Linked DNA regions of Mus musculus: region 1 is linked to region 2. The links are chromatin contacts, called in public promoter capture Hi-C maps. All regions are on one chromosome and are shown on one strand. Each heading gives the region's core, a stretch centred on a gene start, on an enhancer-like site or on the middle of the called end of the contact. The rest is flanking DNA. Distances are from core to core; before and after follow the strand shown.

Region 1 (2,815 bases), core at 176-2,675, 600 kb before region 2:
AGACCAGGCTGACCTACATAGTGAGTTCCAGGACAGCTAGAGCTACATAGTGAGCAGAATGAGATCTTGTCTCAAAAACAAACAAAAGGGTTAAAAAATATGTATCATGACCCAGGATATGTTCAGTGGTTGAAAACCTATGTGTAGCATATGAGGTCCTGAATTTGAGAGTGATTTTCATTTTATGTATTTGTGGGAGAAGAGAAAGACTATGTTTGAGAATGGAGAGAACTATAGCATCAATAGGCAAAATCTTAGTACAGGATTATTTCCATACATAACTGCCTTTCCTGGTGCAGAACTGAGAAGTGATTTATTCCTGAGCTGTGAGAGTAATGAGTGTGACCGATGTCCAGCAGAGCAGTTACAACGTGATATGTTCCTGAGGCATTTCTCAGAACTTCTTACAAGCAGAGAATGTAATTTCCTATTGTATTTAGTGCTACTATTCCATAGATTAATTGGCAGCTCTCTGGATATTACAATCAATGTTAAAAATAATTTTACTGATTTCATGTTTCTGGAATTTATTCCAGTGTGAAAGGGGAGTTATGCTTGCACGGTTTAGAGTGATAACTTCTGTGATTAAAAGTTGACAATTTAATAGCAGTCAATGCTGTTTTGGTTGGCGTTGTGCCAATAATATGTATGTTTCCAACAATTGCTTCCAGTTTACTTAGGAAATGATGCAGAAACTGTAGTCTTGGATTGAATATTCTTTTCATGCTTTTAAGTTTTGTGATGAAAGTAAACAAGTTTCTGCATAGGGAAACGATTTAGATGATCATATTTTTATCACCTCTTTTTATGTCATTTCTTTTGAACATTTAAGATCATTAAGAACTTTAGGTTTAAAAAGAAATATTTAATCTTTGTGGTCTTTTCAGATACAGTTAAGAAACTCCAAGACCAAAAGCATGACATGGAAAGAGAAATCAAGACACTTCACAGGAGACTTCGGGTAGGATGAATCTTCATGTGCTGTCTCACTAGAAAACATGGTATTCTGACATTTGTACTGTTACTTTAGACTGTAGATAGGGTAGGATATCAGCCACACTGGACTGAAAGCAAGTGCCATTATTTTAAATTGGGACTGGCACTGCTTTTAAAGTAGGAGAATGTACTGGTAGTTATTTATGGAAAGATGTGTTTTAAAAATAAAGTTTATTAACTTTTGATTTTAAAATCACAGAGCAGGCTGTTTGTATGTGGGGTTTCTGTGTTCTCTGAGTTGGGTTGGCTGCCAGCATCCATGCTGCTAAGATGTGCAGGGACAGTGCTAATCATGGACCCTGAGTCCTGACCCAGTTGTTGGAGCTGCGGGTACCAGAAAATTGCTTTGAGAATGAGAGGGCTCAGGCAAGGCCCAGCTGTGGCTCTGGGGGAAGTGAAGCCCCTGGGGAGAGGTCTCCGCCCAGCCACACCCGTATCCTTCTGTCTGTGGGAAGCGGCAGAGTGCTCAGTTCCTTATGCCTCTTTGTATGACTGTGTCTGCCTACACTAAGTTCAGTTTTTCTTCTGGCTTCCTCTTCCTTTTCCTTTACTTTAGTTTTTTTTTTCCTGCTCGTTTTTGATGTCAGGATATTTATAGTTTTTTACTGTGTGGTTCACATACCATTTATATACCTTCTTGAGAGTTCCAGAGGTAAAGCTCTAAATTTTTGATGATATTTATTTTCATAACACTTGCTTTGAAACTTGCATGAGGAAGAGTAGCCTAAAATTTTTCCTCATTAATATTTATTGAGCACTCTGAATACTTAATGCCTCAGTAGGAGGATCAGATGGCAAATCTTCTCTCATTAAGAACAAGTTCACTGATAAAGAGTTGCTTTGTTTTAAAAATAGCAGCAATTCTTGGGATTAAAACAAGTCGTGATTCAAGAGTCTGACATGTTAGGGCAAACTAATCATAAACTTTATTGCTTTTAAGTAAATCTTCATCGCTTTGTTTTGGAACTAAGAGTTTAGTGTTTTAATGTAGGAAGAGTCTGCAGAATGGCGGCAATTTCAGGCTGATCTCCAGACTGCAGTGGTCATTGCCAATGATATCAAGTCTGAAGCCCAAGAAGAGATCGGTGATCTAAAGCGACGGCTACATGAGGCCCAAGAGAAAAATGAGAAACTCACAAAAGAATTGGAGGAAATAAAGTCACGCAAGTACGTTCTGAGACACCGGTTGTGTTTCAGTAAGGAACAAATGTGGCCCTGGTGCTGCTCTTAGTCCTGACACTCGCTCACGGTGCAGCCCTCTTATTTCTCTGTAGACTGGAGGTCTGGAAGCAGGCTGTCTGGCCCTGCCTCTTGGTGGCTGTGTGCTCTCAGTTAACAGTGGTCATCTCCCTGTGCCCCGTGCCCCGTGCCTCAGTTCTCTCAGCTGTAACATGGAGGCCCGTGAGCTACTTTATAGTCCTCTCGTGAGTAAGAGAGCTAATGCTTGTAGAGGGATGAAGCAGCCAGCAGTAAACTTAAGTTACCAATTTGGAAAAACAGTCGATCAGTACAGTGTAAGTTTCTTTCCATCACTCACTTGAGGAAGTTCCTTTTTTTTTCAAAGTCCTCCAAATTAGTACCCTCCACACAGAGATCACTGGAAATTCATAAAAATGGCCACAGGAGATTATACCTGTGATATGTTTTGAGTTCCCACAGTAACATTCCATCTGAGTTGGGGAATGAGTTTATGTGTCAGAAATGCCTCATTTGATAGTTACCCTGAGTTTAGAAGTTGGTTCTGTCTGGCCATCCATCCATCTATCCATCCATCTGTCATGCTAGGGATTAACCTAGGGCCTTACATCTACCAATCACT
Region 2 (2,700 bases), core at 53-2,552:
ACAGTGATTCTTGGGAAGGAAAATGGGGCCGAGGAAGGTGCAGGCCCAGCTGGAGCACACTATTAATTTCTCCCCTGTATCCAAGCACCTCCCCTTCCATGACACATATTACCGGCTCCATTTGCCACTGTGGTAAGGACCTAATTAACACTCCTGACCAGGTGAATAAGTCGGCCTCTTTTATACATAAGGCTGCATAGGAGAGGCCACAAGAAAGGACATCTGAACCACTGGACTAGTTTAGAGAGGACCAAACTGGCCAGCTTCGACCCTGCCATCACACCCCAATCCCACGTTCAGAGCCTGGGCTTCCATTCAAGGTCCCCACCCTGCACCCAATTCCTCCGCAAGCCAAGGAAGCAGAAGCTGAGGCAACCGTGGTCTCTTATAAACCATTTATTTCTCCCGGCTGGAAGGTGGGCATCGCTACCGGTGGATAAACACAGAACACTACGTGGAGCGAGGCTCAAAGAACAGCGGTGCAGGTAAGTGGGGCCAGGACTCAAGCGAAGGTGGAACCGTTCCAGCCCACGTTGGCAGCGTTCATGTCGTAATAGTTGATGTAGACCCTGAGAAAATGAAAGCCTGGCTCAGCTAAGCACGTGGTCTAGGAGAGCGCGCTGCGTGCCAGTGTCCTCTGAACGCCCCCCCCTCTTTGCCTGCTGACCTCCCAGTGCCCCTCCTCCCCCTCCTCCCCTCGTCCCCCACGCACCGGTCCGGGCTGATGTGCAGGCGATCGGACAGCAGGCCACACAGCAGCTTACTGTAGTTGCGGTTCTGGGCACCACCGATCTTGCCGATGCTGTGCAGGCTGCAGAGGGCGCAGGGATCGTTCGTGCCGCTAAAAGTCATGAGCTGGTCCGGGACCACGTGCACTGCGATGTACTGGGTGGGGGGAGGGGCGGCGAGGCGGGAGGGATACAGACACACTGTTAGACCGCCTGAAAGACTGCCTACAGGGCCACAGGTCTTCCGGAGAGCTCCAGCCGCCACCCGCCGGCACACCTTGGCTTCCAGCCCCATCCCTCCTCACACGTCGGGCCGGCCCACCCCACCCTACTCTCTTCCTGTGTCCTCCCTGCAAACCTGTGCGGGCTTGCCGGTGGCCTGCGCCAGCTGCTGGGTGAGCTCCGACAGAAACCCCTCTGGCACGGAGGCGCGGGGAACATTGGTGTTCACGATGAACATAGGCATGGTGGCGGAGAGACTGCGAGCGTGGACCGGAGGACGGTACAAAGCGCGGTGTGACCCAAGCCAGGGACCTGAGCTACGTGACCCAGCTCAGTACCGCCCCAAGCCGGCTGCCGCTCCGCCTCCGCTGACGTCAGACTACGTCCCAAAGGGGCGGTGACTGCCCTTCAGCGCGCTGCTTCTGCAGAGGTCTTGCTGTGCTTCTGGTGCTGTAGGAAGTATTACATGGGCTCTTTGTTTCCTAAGATGGAAACGGAGGATGCTAGATAGTGAGGACTTGACTCTAGTGATTAGGTTTGTCGAGGCATTCCAGGTAGATGCTACAGATTAACCGTATAGTAAGAAGTTCAGGTCTGAGAGATTTCTGTTCCAAGAAGAGGGAACTTAAGTTATTGGTGGAACCTGTAGGTTGGCCTTATTTCTCATGCTAGTGGGCTAGGATCGACCTACTTTAGTGAATACAACTTAACCTCAAACAATGAGCCAAAAGCGTGATGGCTTGTACTTGGAGAAAAAACAATCCTTCCTTGCCTTGGGAACTTTTCTCTAAGCTCAAGAAATTAGCCAAGCCCCATCACTTGCTTGCTTTTGCTCTCCTGTTGTACCAACAGTCAGCCCTCGATCCCCTGCCTGGCCCAGTATCACCTTCGTCCCACACACTTTCAACTGCGACTTTTTGTGTGTCCTGAGCCTCCTGGGACACGTGTCCACCAGGCCTAGGCTTGTGAGTGTGAAATGGGGAAGGAGGCAGAACGGAGTCGCCATCTAGTTACTTCCCTACATTCCTGTTACTCCACACAGGTGAGGATGCTTGGAGAGATTCCCAGGGGAGGAGTGGGCAGCAGGCTGTGAGCCAGCGGTACTAACTAGTTCTGCTCCTCTGGCCAATTGCCAGTCCTCAGGGAAGCCCTGCTCAAATTAGATCCAGCAGAGTCACCCTTATCTAGAGCCCTTGGTAGACTTTGTATAGCTTTCTCATTAACAAGTGAGACATCCGACCGGTGCCCAGGAAATGTCACGGGAATTTTGGGACTTCCTTTGTTTTCCCTAGCCCTTTTTAATTTTTGTTAAAAACTTTACAGTGGATCAAGAGATTGTAGTGTGGGGACTACCAGTTCTGTCTGTGATGTCAAGGTTTCTATTAGGTTTCTGACAGAAATGAAGATATTCTAAAGAGACACTTGTGCCCCCTCCCTTTGGCTAACAGACTATTGAAACAATGGTTCCCAAGGAAATGGAATTTTCTCTGGAGTCTCCTGCTGGTGAAAGAGAAAGGCTGGAAGGCAGAGATTTTATGCAGCTCTGGACGCTTGTCAGTCTTGCAGAAGAGACTGAAGCTTGACAGTGCTGCTGGGGGATCACATCTTGAGCAGAATCTCTTAGTTCTACCTACCTCTTGCCCTCTATTTAAATGTAAACTTCCTCTGGCAGGACCCTGAAGATGAGCTTGGGGTGACAGTCACTGGACTTCCTTTATGTTCCTCTTCCTTCCCAGGGTGGCCACGTTGA

Evidence for each region. Promoter capture Hi-C pulls out the DNA fragments that hold promoters and counts their contacts.
Region 1: a contact with region 2 is called in a promoter capture Hi-C map of hippocampal neurons, with 2.5 times the contacts expected there. The contact joins the enhancer-like site here to the promoter of Mif in region 2. A contact is called at or near these places in 2 of 39 promoter capture datasets (hippocampal neurons and pre-B cells), 3 of 484 Hi-C or Micro-C datasets (cortical neurons, large pre-B cells and pro-B cells) and 1 of 115 datasets of contacts at active chromatin or transcription factors (large pre-B cells).

The regions. Positions count from the first base shown.
Region 1 is chr10:75,256,981-75,259,795 of GRCm38.p6, forward strand. It overlaps Specc1l (sperm antigen with calponin homology and coiled-coil domains 1-like), which reads left to right. Exons shown (of 16, transcript NM_153406.3): 6 at 888-961; 7 at 1,988-2,163. Among named protein-coding and RNA genes, the nearest start is that of Specc1l, 46 kb to the left of the region's middle. Within about 2 kb of position 1,426, at least 41 of the 459 cell types and tissues checked have an H3K27ac peak or open chromatin away from gene starts, as enhancers often do. A contact at or near this core is called in pre-B cells and pro-B cells, where this site is marked.
Region 2 is chr10:75,858,975-75,861,674 of GRCm38.p6, forward strand. It overlaps Mif (macrophage migration inhibitory factor (glycosylation-inhibiting factor)), which reads right to left and starts at 1,303. Exons shown (of 3, transcript NM_010798.3): 1 at 1,087-1,303; 2 at 713-885; 3 at 379-569. The coding sequence starts at 1,194. The coding sequence ends at 503. It overlaps Gm40697 (a long non-coding RNA gene), which reads left to right and starts at 1,936. Exons shown (of 2, transcript XR_871836.3): 1 at 1,936-1,992; 2 at 2,399-2,700.